Linked DNA regions of Drosophila melanogaster: region 2 is linked to region 1. A link is a contact called in public Hi-C data. All regions are on one chromosome and are shown on one strand. The core of a region is the stretch at or near the end of the contact, and the rest is flanking DNA. Distances in the headings are between cores, read along the strand shown.

Region 1 (7,615 bases), core at 2,676-5,175:
CTTAAAACAGTTGGGCAAATGCCAAATATTCAATAAAAAGCCTAATATTTAACTAATATTTATTTTTCATATTCTATTGCCAAATTAATCACCAGCTGTTGTATCTAAAAATTTTGAAATTTTCAGAAGACTTTGTATGATTCATTTGAAAGCCCACTGTGCCATTGTTTATTATATTCCAATTATTTTCTAAATATCCAAGTAACAGTGCCGAATCGGGAAAAGCTAAATAAAGCGTTGGCACGTGAAATTACTTGACGGCAACGGGGCGTATGCGCAACAAGAGATTTTAACAGCCCAAGCAGCTGTTGAATTAATTCAAACGCCATGAATAATGATGGTCAATAAAAATAAAATTTGTTTAAAAGTACACGCGCTGCGCGTTCACACGGAAATTAAATAGGTTTTGAGAAATGTTAGTACAGAGTTGTTATGAATGGTGTTTCATATCTAAGCATAATTAGATCTTAAAATTCTTACTGGTTTTTTGAAGTTCATAAAAATGGTGACTATAGTTTAGTTTTCTTAATTTTATTTTACGGATTGATTTTGGTAGATCACTTAAGACTTCCTAAAACCCCTTTTAAGCGCCATGATAGCACTGAAATCAGATAATCAGAATAAAATTGTTTGATATATTTAGCGTGCTCTTGCTGCGTTTTATCTTCAAACGAGCATAAACATTCAAGCCAAATAAAATCGAGGAATTTATGACAGCTGATTTGGCCGGAGCTAGTTAGTCATCTCACAAGAATAAACAACATACAACTGTACATATGCTTTTCATTTAAGAGTTCTACGGGTTCTACGATCCCCCGATTTGGGATTCTTTATCAGCGCCTCGTGAGTCAAATGACGGGGAAATGCGGAATGTACTTGGGGCGACCGCCAGAGATGGCCAAAAGCCAATCATTTTTGCAGGAGGCACTTTCAATTGTGACCAGCAGCAGAGAAGATTGAAGCAAAAACATAAAACACAAAAGACGGCAACCAGTTCTATGAAAAGAATAACAACAAAATCAGCTGCGCGTCGAAAATCACATTTGTGATGAGTTGCAGGGGGTGGGGGGGGATTGCGGGGCAAGCGGTGGGTGGGGACTGGGGGGTCTCATGTGGTAGCGTCGCCAAAAACCTGCCAAACAGAGTCAAGAGTGCAGTCGACGTCGACTGCGACTGCGACTGCGACGCCGAGTCAACGTCACACGCAATACCAAAAACACAACACAAAACATGAAGCGAGATAAATATTGAACAAATTATGTATTGAAGACCTTTGACAGACGAGGATGCACTTTTAGAAACTTGTGAGAAATGTATTCATTTATTTAATATGATCTGAAAAAAATAAAAATACAAACCACAATTTTATATTTTATACTATAACTATGATATACATAATAATATTGTATTCTAATTTCATTTCCAACTTGAAATAATAATAGAAAAAATCGAAGGCAAACCTTTGTTATCTGTCAACCAGTAGGAGTGTGTAGAAAGTATCTTTTGGAATTATAACCTATAAGCGTTACCTAATATTTGCTTAGGGAGTTACTTAAGATGATCCCCGTCTGTATGATTTATCTGAGAAAATAATAATAAAGAAATTGAGCAATAAGCGGCGAGCATTTGGCTGCATAAAAACTTTGAGCAAGGAGGCGCACACAACTCAGTCGAGTTGAGAAATTGTCGCGGCCAGTACGAGTACGTGTAGCAAAGAACCCGAAAGCAACGCGCGCATTTCGTGCACACATTTTCAAAACCAAAAGAAAGAAATTCTGAAATTTGTTTACGAAAAAAAACGAAGGATTTGCCAGTCGTGTTTGTGTTGTGTTTTTTTAGAGAGAAACGTGCTCGCCACGCCAGGAATTGTGTAATTAGCGGGCCATCAAGTGTTCAGTATTAAGCACCCCCACTAAAGTATTACAACTCGAGATCATTCGACAGCGATCCCTATCAACCAACAGAAAAACCATCGATATGGCGTCCAGAAAAGTGAGTTTTTTTTTTTGTTGTTTTGTGGGCCTAGGGTGGCCCTTATCCGATCGGCAAACGTTGCATTTCACCCACACGATTTTCCACGATATATTCACGACGAAAATGGAGGACATGTGGTTCTCATTACCTGTTCATAAAAACTAAATATTTGTCAATTTATTTTTAGTCCAATGGGCGGTCGAAATTTGCTCACTTGCGCCTTCGCTGTGCAAATGTTGGGTGTAATTTTAGTTTCAAATAAATTCAAATTAATTAAAATGGAAGTGCAAATTTATTTAGCATTTCATTGGCGGCGTTCGTCGACGCTGATTCATGCGATTCCCCAGCGATGCAAGTGGCGCCTCACGTATTCATCGTCACTTGGCCGCCGTTTTTGGCCCGATTTGAAATGTTTATTTCCATATAAGGGTATCCTCAGCCAGACGCACTTGTTCCATATGGCCAGCTGTCCCCGAGCAGCTCCACTTCCTTGTGGAATGTAGTGAAGGTTTCGAGTCCAAAATATACGATTGTTATACGCATTGAACCTTGTAGAAGTGCTATTTAGGTGTTTGAAGTTTTTGGGATTGTTCTATATTTTTATTTTACTCAAAAATATGAATATTTTGAAGCCATATTATTTATAAAAGAAATATAATTTCTTGGCGTCAGCTGATTCACATGGAGTTGCTGTAGTTGTTGCCGGTATTTCAGTTGTACTTGCAGAACCCCAATCAATGTTCTCCGTTGTTGTTGTTGTTGTTGCGGCAATTGCAACAGCTACCATGGTGCACAAAAGGAGGAGGATGGCAAAAAACTTCATGTTGCTAACTTTAAATCGAAACTGATATTTCACTCAACATATTTTGCCCTTATATACGAATAAGACTTCAGAACAATTGTTAACACAAGTGCTTGCAAGATTTGATGGATGAAATGGTGGATGGAGTGATGGATTAGGACAGTTGAGTAAATACTCTAATTTGCCTTTCCAAAAATAAATGTACACGTGGCAAATGTTTAGCACGTGTAAATATACAGTACACGTTTTAACCGGATTGGTTATGATTTTCTTAAACAAGTGCTTTATATTAATTATTTAAAGTATTTTAAATCGTAAGCTGAGTTTATGAGGAACATTAGCATTAGCTAGAGCTTTGTTATTTACCTAACAAATTAATCGTCAACTTATACTCGTTAATTGTAGAGTATAAGGGTATACTAGGTTTGTTTAAAAGTATCTAAAAGCTATAAGAAATCGTTTTCTAACTTATATAACTTATTCTAACAGATCTCGGAAACAATAATGCTAAAAAGTTAACAGTATTATTATTATTGCTATTATTATTATGCATAATTATTAATAATTATAATGATTCTATAGAAGTAGACGCAGCGCAAGTTGGTTTTAAAATGATGTCTCGCCCACTCTTACGTCATAAACTATCGAGAGCTGAGTAACGGGTATCAGATAGTCGAAGAAATCTACATTCCTCTTCTTTGTTTTATTTATAATTATAGTTATATTGCAAAATGTCATTGGTTAACGCTTGGTAAACCATAATTTTAAGGCTGAGTAAATCATTAAAAATGGCTAATTGATAGGTCTAAAACTTTTTTCACTTTATTGCTTCAGAATAATTAACCTAGTTAGAATTAATTTAGTAGAAGAAGTAAAGTTTCTTGCCGCAAAGGCCACCAGGACCTCCCACGCAGGGCGGCAGTGGGGGAGGGACTTGTCCACAGGGTCCTTGGGGTCCGCTGCCACATGGAGGCTGTGCCAAGGGAGCTAGGGTAGTGTCAGATGCAGGGGCGGTAGTGTCCTGTTCCGTAGTTGAATCAGATCCGTAATCATAGTCCGCAGAGGGTGACGTAGAAGCAACCATGGCAAATCCTACAATGCCGCAGAAGAGGAAGAGAACAGCGAAAAACTTCATTTTGATAACTCCGTAGATGCAGTGGTAATTTACTGCCAAAACCTCGCGAATATATACTTTTCCTTTTTGGCTAGTCAAATATTATGACAATTGCGAAAAATTTATTTTCCATGACAAGAGTAAAAAATCTCATTAAAAGAAACAATTGGGCAAACATCAGAGAACGTAATCATGGAATTATTTTATTGTCTAGATATAGATTAGCTTTGTTTTTGGCGAGTAGTGTGGTTAGGAAAGTGAGTGCCTTATAAGGATAACTCCCTTGGGGAATTTCGCGAAGGACTCCACAGAGCCAAAAAAAAAAAAAAAACAACATTACTCATACTCATCATATGTATGTACATAGCTACCCGTTTTGACTTTGACTCATTTGGCTAAAATTAACAATTCCTAACCATATCGAGAAGGTCGCTGGTTGTCAGCCCCATTTGCTTGGCTCATTCACTTGTCTGGCCGACGCCGTGCATTTGCTTCTGCCTTTCGTTTTTGCATTTGATCAGGCGGAAAAAAGGGGGAGTGGAATTAAAAGGCACTGCCAAAAGCAATCCTCAAATATGCCAAATATTTACCAGAATTATTTGCTCTTCCCTGGTCATGGGCGTTGGTGTGGGTGTGCAAGGGGATCATGAGTCACTTTATTTGGGTTCACGTTCTGAAAAAGGGTCGGGATTTGAGAATTCCAGGGCTTGGCCCCCCTATATATACGAATATAACTACATACATATATACGAATGGTAATGCTGCCGACTAAAATAGCAAATATTTTTAAACATTACCAATGGCTTTTGTGCACTAAAACGAATAAAATGAATCGTTTTATTCTATGACTGGTTTATTAGTCACTGATTTACTGGGTAATATTATTATCGCTCCGAGCTTACGCTTATGCTACTAATGTTGTTTTGATGGCAGATTAATATTGGGTGTTTTTTAAAATTTTAAATAAATATAAAGTAAAAAAAAACATAATGGAATTGAAATAGAAAAATTGAATGGAATGGAATAATGTCGTATAAACCTGTTATATTTTAACAAAAAACTTTATTTTGGGTAACCACTCTTTGAAAAGCCGATTATTATTGGTGCATACTTTGGGGCATATCGAAGTTCTTATAAGTTATAAAATATACATATTTAACTTTACGCTCTCACACTGAAACTGAACTTGAATCTGTTAATAATTTTCTTTCGAAAACTGGTTTTGTGTGCTGGCTGAGAAAAAGACATTTTTAAGAGAACACAATTCTCAAAATGTTAAAGAGAAAGAAAATGCTCTCTTGTTTTATTTTTTGTTTGCCGCTCTCTCGCCCCTCTCTTTATTCAGCAAATCAGCTGATATGGCGGATCCGAATGCCGGTGATCGGCGACAAACTTCAACGTTTAAAAATAAGAATTTATTTAACGGTGGTACGTGCTCGAGTAACAACGCTGACGGTCCCGGATCGGCAAATTTAACGCACGGCGGTGAATTGGTGCAAAACGCGAATTATACAAACGGTCAAACGACGCAGGCGACCATATTCCTCAGCAACAATAACAACAGCAGTAATACGGGCAACCACTACTACAACAACAGCAACAGTCACGGCAGAAAGAACGCGCCAAATTCGCAGCAAAATCAGCAAAACGCGTGTGTTTATACGACCAGCAATAGCAACAATAACAATTTGGAGCACAACTTTAGCAACTTACATTTCTACGCCCAACAGCCAGCCGCACACTACGACGTTTGCCATCAACAGGTGTGTGTGTGTGTGTGTGTGCGAATAGAGTGCGGCAGTGTGCGTGAGCCACAGGCGAACTTCACTATGATGAAGTTTCAGGAAACTCCCGGTCATTCGAAAATTGATTGTCGCGAATCAAATTCAAAAATCAAATTCCCTTAATCGAAGTCTTTAAAATATTCCCTTATTTTACGTTTGAAAAGAATGAAAGATAACCGTAGATTTTTAGGAATTCCTAGGAGTTTATCATTCTGAGAAACACCTTTTTTTTAAAGGATTGAATGCTACACATTAGAAGCTATAAATGCAGAACTGGACAATTCAAATTTAGTGATAATAGAGCAGTTAACTTTTTCAACCAACTACTATGTACAGAAATTAGATATATGATTTATCTAAGCACCGTTTCACTGTAGTTTTTGTAAGTGCTGCAGTTCACACTGCGTTTTGTCGCGGCATTTCGCAATTAATGAAAATGTTAATGAACTTCACACGCTGCGCACTCGAGCACTTCACTCTAATTTCTTCTTCTAGCCGTATTCCCCTTGTTGGCCTGGCCCAGACAGACAATTGTGAGGGGGGGCCGCGGGGGCTCTACTTCTCTATTTCTGTTGGTTTTTCGGTGGTTTCCTCGGTTTGTGTGTGGCACGCGAACTCCGCTTTGCTCCCTTGTCCGTCGCCTTCTGATCACTCCGCTTTGTGCTCGATCTTCGCGGCGTTTCTGTCTGTATACCCTTTTCGGGAACTTTTCGGGCAAGTTGGTGGTAAACAATGAATTAGGCGGAGTTACCTGGGAACTTGTTTCGCCGGCTAAGAGATAAGGGCAACTCGCAAGCTTGACGGAAATACGGAGTTCTTCAATGTGAACCACTCAAATGTTTATTTACATATTATCTTCATCATTTCATCACTTAACAAACGTTCTAAAATATAATAAATTTCAATAAACTCCAGAGACAATTTAAAAGATACCACAATCGTTACTCTGAAAAAGATATTTCAGCCTCAAAATAAAAATTGTTATTCTTGAAGAAACCTAACGTGCTGAAAGTCATAGAAAAGTTTGACTTCAAATAAAAGTTCGGAATTACCCCGAGAAGCGTATTCCAAAGTCGCCTGCTCTCGAAAGTTCATTGATTCTTGATAGCCGCTTCGTTGCGCGACATGCGTGGAAAGTGGACAGTCCACTCCAGTGAAGTTCTGCAACTGGAACAAGTCTTGGCCTACGCCACACCTAGTGGGATCCGATCAGATCCATTCGAATCAATTTGCTTCTTAGCACCAGGAGTGGAGTTTGATGGTTTTTAATGGAGATCGCTCTTGCATAGTTGCTAAGTGATTTTCGAAGTAACGACGTCCCACACGCAGTCATCAAGACACCCATTTACCGGCACACCCATCCAAATCTAGTAAACCCGGCTAACTTGATATTTGCGTAATCGCTAACCCACAGACGAACGACTACTACCAGCCAGCCAGACAGGAGGGCCAGCAGGCGGATCAGTACGAGGAGAACTTTGACGAGGACATGGAGGCCGAACGCGATCTCGCCGAGGATGCGCAGTGGAAGAAGATCCAACAGAACACCTTCACCCGGTGGGCCAACGAGCACCTGAAGACCATCGATCGGTCGATCAACAACCTGGAGACGGACCTGTCCGACGGCCTCCGACTGATCGCCCTGATCGAAGTGCTGTCCCAGAAGCGAATGCCCAAATACAACAAACGCCCAACATTCCGCAGCCAGAAACTGGAAAACGTCTCGGTGGCCCTGAAATTCCTTCAGGATGAGGGTATCAAAATCGTTAATATTGGTAAGTGAGACACACATGTGTGTATGTATTTGAATTTGAAATTCCCAGAATTCTTGGATTAAGCTTGGGTTGGGTCCCACGTATCTCTAATAGTTTTAGCAACCGCACAATTGCGGTCGTAAAGCAACTTTATGCATTAATTAGATGCGCTCGCATCGTTGGCCAT
Region 2 (7,615 bases), core at 3,661-6,160, 410 kb before region 1:
CCAACCAGAAAGCGGAGAAGTTCAACCTCAACGACGACGAACTACTGACGCACAGGGGACAAACTCTGGAGGAGATCGAGCAGTACAGGGACGAGCGCTCCGACGACGAGGAGCTAGACGACGAGGCATTAGATGGTATACCCAAATGATTGTACTTTGAAGCGCACAACTAACTCTCATATTCTTTCAGCCGATTTTACTGCTGCTGCTCATTTTGGCGGAGAGGGAGACTCTGCCCAGGATAGACAGGCGGCCATCGATGAGATGATCGTTGAACAAAAACGAAGAAAGAACGAAATCGCCAAGGAGAAGGACGAAGTGTATGATCTCACAGAGAAACTGGATGCCAACTATAAGCTTCTGCTGCCGCTGGTCGCCAAGGTCACGAAGGATGAGCAGGATGCCAAGCCACCGCCAGATGCCTACGATAAACTGCTCAAGGAGATGATCTTCGAGCCGCGTGGCAGTGTCGCGGATAAACTAATCAATCCCGACGAGCTGGCCAAACAGGAGGCCGCTCGATTGGAGAAGCTCGAGAACGAACGGCTTCGTCGCATGCGAGCAGATGGCGAGGAGGATGAGGAGGCCTCCGTTGCCAAACCCAAGCACCGATCCGCAGATGACCTGGATGATGGCTATTTCTTGGCCGGCGAAGATGACGAGGGAGATGATACGCTCGCTTACGATTTGGACGGCAATCTGGGCACACATCTCAATGGAAAGAAGGAAGCCGTGTTGAAGGGAGACGAAAATGAGGATGACGATGACAAGGAGGGGGAAGAAGAGGAAGAGGAGGACTCGGATGAGGAGAGTGATTCAGAGGTCGACAATCTGAGCGATCTCAAGGAATCTGAAAGTGAGTCAGAGCCAGAAGAAGCTCCGAAGGCTAGCAAAAAGAAAGCGAAAAAGTCTGCGGATACAATTCCCGCCTCCTTGGACACCAGTATTCCGTTTACCATCAAGATGCCCAAGACCTACGAGGACTTTACGGAGCTGCTCTCCAAGCATGCTACGGCCCAGAAGGCGATCATTATCGAAAGGATTATAAAATGTAATCATCCCAAACTGGAAGGTGTTAACCGCGAGAACGTGGTTAAGTTGTACTCATTTTTGCTGCAATATCTGAAGGATTTGTTTGAAGATGCCAGCGAGCAGGACATACGAGAACATTTCCAGTTGCTCTCAAAGCTCATGCCTTACTTATATGAATTAACGCAACTGAATCCCGAGCGCATGTCCAATACATTACTGGAGGTGATCAAGGAGAAGTACGAAGAGTTCAGGAAAAATCACAAAATGTATCCTTCACTTGACACTTTGGTGTACTTCAAACTAGTGGCCAACTTGTACTCGACTTCCGATTTCCGCCATCCGGTGGTCACTCCTTGCTTTATATTCATACAACACGTCCTGTCCAGATCACGAGTGCGAACGCGTCAGGAAATATCTATGGGTTTGTTCCTGGTCACCGTAGTCTTGGAGTTTGTGTCCCAATCCAAGAGACTGGTTCCAGCCGTATTCAACTTCCTGCAGGGCATTGTACACATGTCCATACCGAAGAGGGATGTGGAACAGTTGGAGATCACGCCGCCTTTTGAGCGTGATGGTCCATTGAGCAAGCTCCTAGCACTTCCAGCTAACACGGAATCCACGAAGTTGGAGCCCCAACAGCTGCAGCCTACTGACTTGGTCACCCAGACGATCACTCCAGATTTCAAGGTTCGAGCACTGGACACTTCCCTCCTGCTAATCAAGGAAGCTCTCCAACTGGTGGAAGAGCATGTGGGTGCCTGCTACCTGGCCCAACCCTTTTTGGCACTACTCTCCCGCCTTCCACTGGAGTCTTACCCCGAGCATGTGCATCAGCACCACAAGGATGCCACCGAACTGGCGGAGAAGCTAGCTGCGCAGAAAATGAAACCCTTGGCTCCGGCGGAAAAGAAACCCAAGGCTCTTAGGCTGCTGGAACCTCGATTCGAGGCGGTTTACGATGACAAACGTCGTCCCAAGATGTCCAAGGCCAAGGAAGAGCGGGCCAAACTGCTGCACAAGATCAAGCGCGAGAAGAAGGGTGCCATTCGAGAAATACGCAGAGATACGTCCTTCGTTCAGATGCTTAGGCTCAAACAGACCCTGCAAAGGTTTGTGTTCCATTTACAATTTAACCGTTCCTTTCTAATCTATTGTATTTCATATCCACAGTGACAAGGAGCGCCACGAGAAGGTTAAGCGCATTTACCAGGAGGCATCCGTGCAACAGGGCGAGCTCAATGAGCTGTCCCGGGCCAAAAAGAAGAAGAAGTTCTAGGCTCGACTTTGAATTAGTTATTTTTAGCTAGACTATAAACAAAGCTGAGAGTAAAGAATATAGCAGTGTTGCTTATATTTTAGTATCACGAAATCGGCCTTCACAGTTTTTATAGTTATGCAAAGCTACTAACCCAGATTAAGCACAAGGGTGGGTCGATTAAAATGAAACATCTCATCATTGCTCTTTGAAAGCACTATAGCACCAACATACATTTCCAAATTAAAAACATGTTTCTTCAAGAAGCAACAAAATTTAACGACTTCCTTTAACTACTATAACTTTAATAACAAAATTGACCCACCCCAATGTACGTATATGTATATGATAATCCTATGTGCCTACTTCGTCTTTCCCGAGATTTGCCGGCATCGCAGAGTCGCCTGTTCCACCGCTCCAGACACCGCAGCCCGAAAACCTGCAATCGACATCAAAGGTTGAAGTGGCGGCGATAAGCGAGTGCGTCATCGGCGTCATCATCCCAACTTACCTGACAGCTCGAGTTGTCTGAGTGCCGCTGCTGTCGATCCCGCCGGACTTGTGACCCCATCCTTGAGTTGTCCGGGATGCATACCACTGTCCCGCACCATGTGACCTGCGCCCAGGACTGTTTGCGATGCCAAACGATAGGCCAGATCCCTGGGCATGCCCATGTGAACGGCTCCATCCGCCAAGGCCTCAATCATCACGAATACATAGGCCGGTCCACTTCCGCTCAGAGCAGTAACCACATCCAACTGGGACTCATCCACCGGCTCACAAGTGCCCACGGACTGCAGCAGCTTCTGGGTAATATCCGCATCTGCATCTGTGGCCTTGGATCCGCGAACGAAAACCGAACAACCGGAACACACGACAGCCGGCAGATTGGGCATCACACGGATGACGCGAGCTTGTGGAGATAAACTGGACTCGATGGTGGACAAAGTGATGCCCATGGCCACGGAAAGGAATAGTTTGCCCGAGCTCAATGGCTGAATCTCCGACAAAACCGAGGGAACCACTTGGGGTTTCACGGACACGAAGACCACATCCGATTGCTGCACAACGGGTGCATTCTTGATCACTGTTTCCACTCCCAGGGATTGAAAGGACTGCAGGGAGAGCTTATCTGCCGGATGGACGCTGGCTATCAGGGTATTGGGTTTGGCCAGGCCTAGGAAATGAATTAGGAAATTTGGCGATTATATGATGAAATCCTTAACGTCCTATCCTTTTGTATCTAATTATAAGATGATGTTAGTTCATATATATATTGCATATCCAAGTGTGTCTTATCTATTGTCTAGCACAAAGTATGTCAGACTACAAATCTATTTTATTAGTGGCTTTCTCACCGGCCGCTAGGAAACCCTTAGCCAAAGCCTTGGCCATATTCCCGCCTCCCAGGAATCCGATCTTTCCGATTGCCGACATTAGTTAATGGGTTAAAAAGTCCGCGGACTGTGAGTACTGAACTTTCTGCTGGTGGAACGGCAACTGTGCGCCCGCCGCCGGCGTTGACCAAAAACAGACGCGAGGATTGATAAGAAATCTTGCCCGGCCAACCCCCTCCCAATCCCCTGCGTTGAGGGAACAACACACCCAGCGATCTGAGCTTATCATTGAGGTTCCTATGTGTGGGTTCGGCAATCGACAGCGGGGCAAAATAATAATAAATACTAAGAACTTTTCACACATTGTAAATAAAGAAAACATTAAACTATTAATAGTGCTGTTTTACAATCGAATTATATTTGAATAAAAATAGTCATTAAAATCCACTTAAGATAGAGACAAATTTTTAATAGATCATAAATTACAACCCATTATTTAAAGTGAAGTTATTATGATTTCAGCTTATATAACAATCAATTATAATATTGATTGATAATATTGATTATATATAATATGTAGTTTAAAATACAGTTCAAGTGCCGCGATTGCTAATATTTTGCCCGCCGTTGTATTTCCTTATCATTTAGAACAACTGTCATCCGCAACTCATTCACCCATTAATCGGCGTGACGAAGTCCAAATTAATGCGAGATGCCGATGCCCTGTAATCCCTGTAATCGTGCGTTGATCCACTTTCGTGTTTTGGATTCCATTTCTATAAATTTCTATATAGCTGTACTCTTTGGCAATCCTTACTTACCAAGTTTCAAAAACATTCCGCACTTTAAGAGATAACAATCGTTATCAATGTGAGCGTGATAACAGTAGAGGCGATATACACATGCTTATTTGTAAAGGGCTACATTAGAAAACCAAAGTATTTACTTTGTATATTACAAAATATTGCCATAGGGATTTTGGGACATACCCGGGTATACTAGATACGTTGGAAAGTAGATACCGCCTAGTAAGCAATTTTCGAAAAGAGTTCTTTCTTCTTTTTATCATATCTCGCATTAAGTAACGGGTATTTGATAGTCCAGCAAATCGGCTAAAACTAAAAGATCTATATTTACTGTTTTCAAAGAATTGCACAGATTTGAGAGTCAGTTAATTAGCGGATACATACACCACTCCATCCAATTTTCTCACCGTATGCAGCAAAGTTTCCCTCCTTCACCACGTGGTGAGGAAGCCAACATAGACTCTGGTAACACTAAACTGGAGATGAAACTTACTTCCGCACACGGTACCACTAAACTCTTCATGCCAAAATAAAAGATTAAATTAAGATATTGCCAGCTCCAAACCCGGATATATAACCCCACAAGTGATTAATACGAATTAGGGGCATCCACTGTAGCGGAGTAAGCTCGTGATACTACCAAAATTTACCAAAGTCAAGCCCTAGTTGTCCCCTACACGTGTGTGAGTGTGTGTGTGCGGGTGTCGGTCGTGTGCGCCTGTATATGTGCGTTGTTTTCTCACTCAATTTCATTGCAATTTAAAAAAAAATCAACAAAAACGCAGTAACAGCAGCAACAACAATTAGAAAACGCACTTGTTACCGAGGTTGGCTGCCAGTACTAGAAAAGCAAACAATAAACAACCGAGCTGGCGAGACTGAAATCCATCGCATGATAAACACACCGAACAAGAATCTTCGACAGCTTCGAAATTCTGGAGAAGGACGGTACGTATTGGTATTTATGCGACCAGATACGAGTATAATTGATTTGCAAATTATTCCACAGGGCCACGTCGCTATCTTATCTGCTACAGTGAGAGAAAAACCAGTAGGCCAGTCGTGTTCGATCATAGTTTAGGTTTTCAAACTTGGGCGGTAGTAATTAAGTTCGTTAAAAATTAGCAAAACCAAAACAACACCATGTCCTCGTCGTCGACGTCCGGCGGCCGGAAGCAACCCACTGCTGTGTCGCGCATGAAGCAGGACTATATGCGCCTCAAGCGGGATCCCCTGCCGTACATAACCGCCGAGCCGCTGCCCAACAACATCCTCGAGTGGCACTACTGCGTCAAGGGGCCGGAGGACTCGCCCTACTACGGCGGCTACTACCACGGCACCCTGCTCTTTCCGCGCGAGTTCCCATTCAAGCCGCCATCCATCTACATGCTGACGCCGAACGGTCGCTTCAAGACCAACACCAGACTGTGTTTGAGTATATCAGGTATGTGTCAGTTCCATATCCGTAGGAGTCCGAATCCACAGCTAGAAATAAAGCGGATTGGTTGTCACAGTAGTAGAACATTAAAGAATGGGTAGTAACTACAGGCTTAAAGACTACCATTAACTTTGAACGCTGAATAGTTTTAGTTATGTTTGACGAAGCCGATGGACTTTGTGGCTTAGTCAAACATGTTTTTTGCGACCTTTCAAATAGATATTCGTGTATCTGTTTAGATCTGTTTAGATTCTATTGTTCCAAACATATAACTTATCAACCCTATTGGGATTTTCAGATTTTCATCCGGACACTTGGAACCCGACTTGGTGCGTAGGCACCATTCTCACTGGACTGCTGAGCTTCATGGTGAGTTATTACGAATACATGATCATACGTTTGAGTAAGCCAATCTTAAATCCTTCACAGCTGGAGAGCACACCCACACTCGGATCCATCGAATCATCGAACTATGACAAGCAAATGTTTGCTCAAAAATCACTAGCATTTAACCTGCGCAACACCAACTTCTGTGAGCTGTTTCCGGAGATAGTCGAAGAGATCAAGCAGCGGCTGCGAGGAACACAGGCGGCAGCTGCTGTGGACGGACCCGCTGCCAATGGAGTAAAGCGTTCCAACGGACTGGCCAACGGAGCGAGCCTGGCATCTGCGGATGGCAATCTGGCGGTGGGCGGCTTGGCCAATCCACTGAATGCAGCGGACGCAATCGATGGCGGGGCGGCGGGTCAGGCGGATTTGGCCAGCGGCGGAGGAGCGGCGGTCCAGAATAGTGCACGGAACTCCTATCTAAACTGGCAGTCCGTCTATTCAAACCTGGTGATCATTATCTGCTTTGCAATTTTTGCCCTCATTGTTAATTACGTGATCAAGAACCTGAATCAGGAATAGAATTACCGACACAGCCTCTATATTTATATAAAGAAATAGTTACACATCCGTATGCGTGTGCATATCTAATCTAGTTTACTTTAAAATAGTCTTCGTGGATTGTATACCGCTTGAGAAGTATTTACATACCCCGCTTGATTCAAAAACAACCGCACTAGACCCCCGGCATCCATTCCCACGATTCCCACGATTGCTGACTTAGTCTGAAAATTATCGGCAGCAAAATTTGAAAACACAAGAACACACAATTCAGAACTCGACTTGTGAAATTTAAAAATTGTTTTGTTATGTATTCATTACTATTAACGCCTAGTTTAATGCAACGTGAATAATGCCAGAAATATGTTTGTAAATGAATAAAGAAGCCCGGCAACATATGAGCTCGTGTACAAATTAACCAATATATGTGTGCGTTTCTTGATTATTAAATGGATCTTCATTTTCAGTCGCCACAAATTGCTTGGATGTTGGATGATTCAACTTGTATAATAAGTTGTAATTTGTAGTTGGCTTTTCGCTGGCTAAGCGGCTTAAGTATGAAGCAAAGTCCGCTGGCAGTCGGCAATAATTTTTCCTCACACTAGCTAAGTACGGCCAAATCCAATAAACTGATGCCTGGCTGGGCAACAATGTTACACATTTAAACCGCTTACATTGTTGGCCATCTTAAGCCGAAATTACACACATGACGCTTATTACTCCTGGAAGTGGGCGTTGCGGACCAAGTTCGATGGTTACAGTGAATTGTGGTTACCACAATCTATGTCTTTGAAGTAAAAACAATCTATGTCTTTGAAGTAAAAACTACAGAATAATACTATGATTTTTTTTTAAAACT

The links. Hi-C and Micro-C count contacts between places; a contact is called where the count stands out from the background.
Region 2: a contact with region 1 is called in a Hi-C map of the Kc167 cell line, with 3 times the contacts expected there. A contact is called at or near these places in 3 of 107 Hi-C or Micro-C datasets (the D17-c3 cell line, the Kc167 cell line and embryo) and 2 of 7 datasets of targeted methods (both in the Kc167 cell line).

Annotation. Positions count from the first base shown.
Region 1 is chr3R:17,116,775-17,124,389 of dm6, reverse strand. It overlaps CG34278, which reads right to left and starts at 3,925. Exons shown (of 1, transcript NM_001104347.2): 1 at 3,582-3,925. The coding sequence starts at 3,911. The coding sequence ends at 3,636. It overlaps cher (cheerio), which reads left to right. Exons shown (of 19, transcript NM_001275730.1): 2 at 5,236-5,653; 3 at 7,089-7,449. CG42779 reads right to left here and starts at 2,813. Exons shown (of 1, transcript NM_001300441.1): 1 at 2,303-2,813. The coding sequence starts at 2,797. The coding sequence ends at 2,612.
Region 2 is chr3R:17,531,882-17,539,496 of dm6, reverse strand. It overlaps CG5823, which reads left to right and starts at 4,910. Exons shown (of 4, transcript NM_142374.3): 1 at 4,910-5,378; 2 at 5,440-5,874; 3 at 6,167-6,237; 4 at 6,298-7,172. The coding sequence starts at 5,574. The coding sequence ends at 6,777. It overlaps P5cr-2 (Pyrroline-5-carboxylate reductase-like 2), which reads right to left and starts at 4,682. Exons shown (of 4, transcript NM_001275741.1): 1 at 4,614-4,682; 2 at 4,446-4,544; 3 at 2,799-3,464; 4 at 2,361-2,726. The coding sequence starts at 4,461. The coding sequence ends at 2,650. l(3)07882 (lethal (3) 07882) reads left to right here. Exons shown (of 3, transcript NM_001316506.1): 1 at 1-135; 2 at 191-2,141; 3 at 2,203-3,964. The coding sequence ends at 2,308.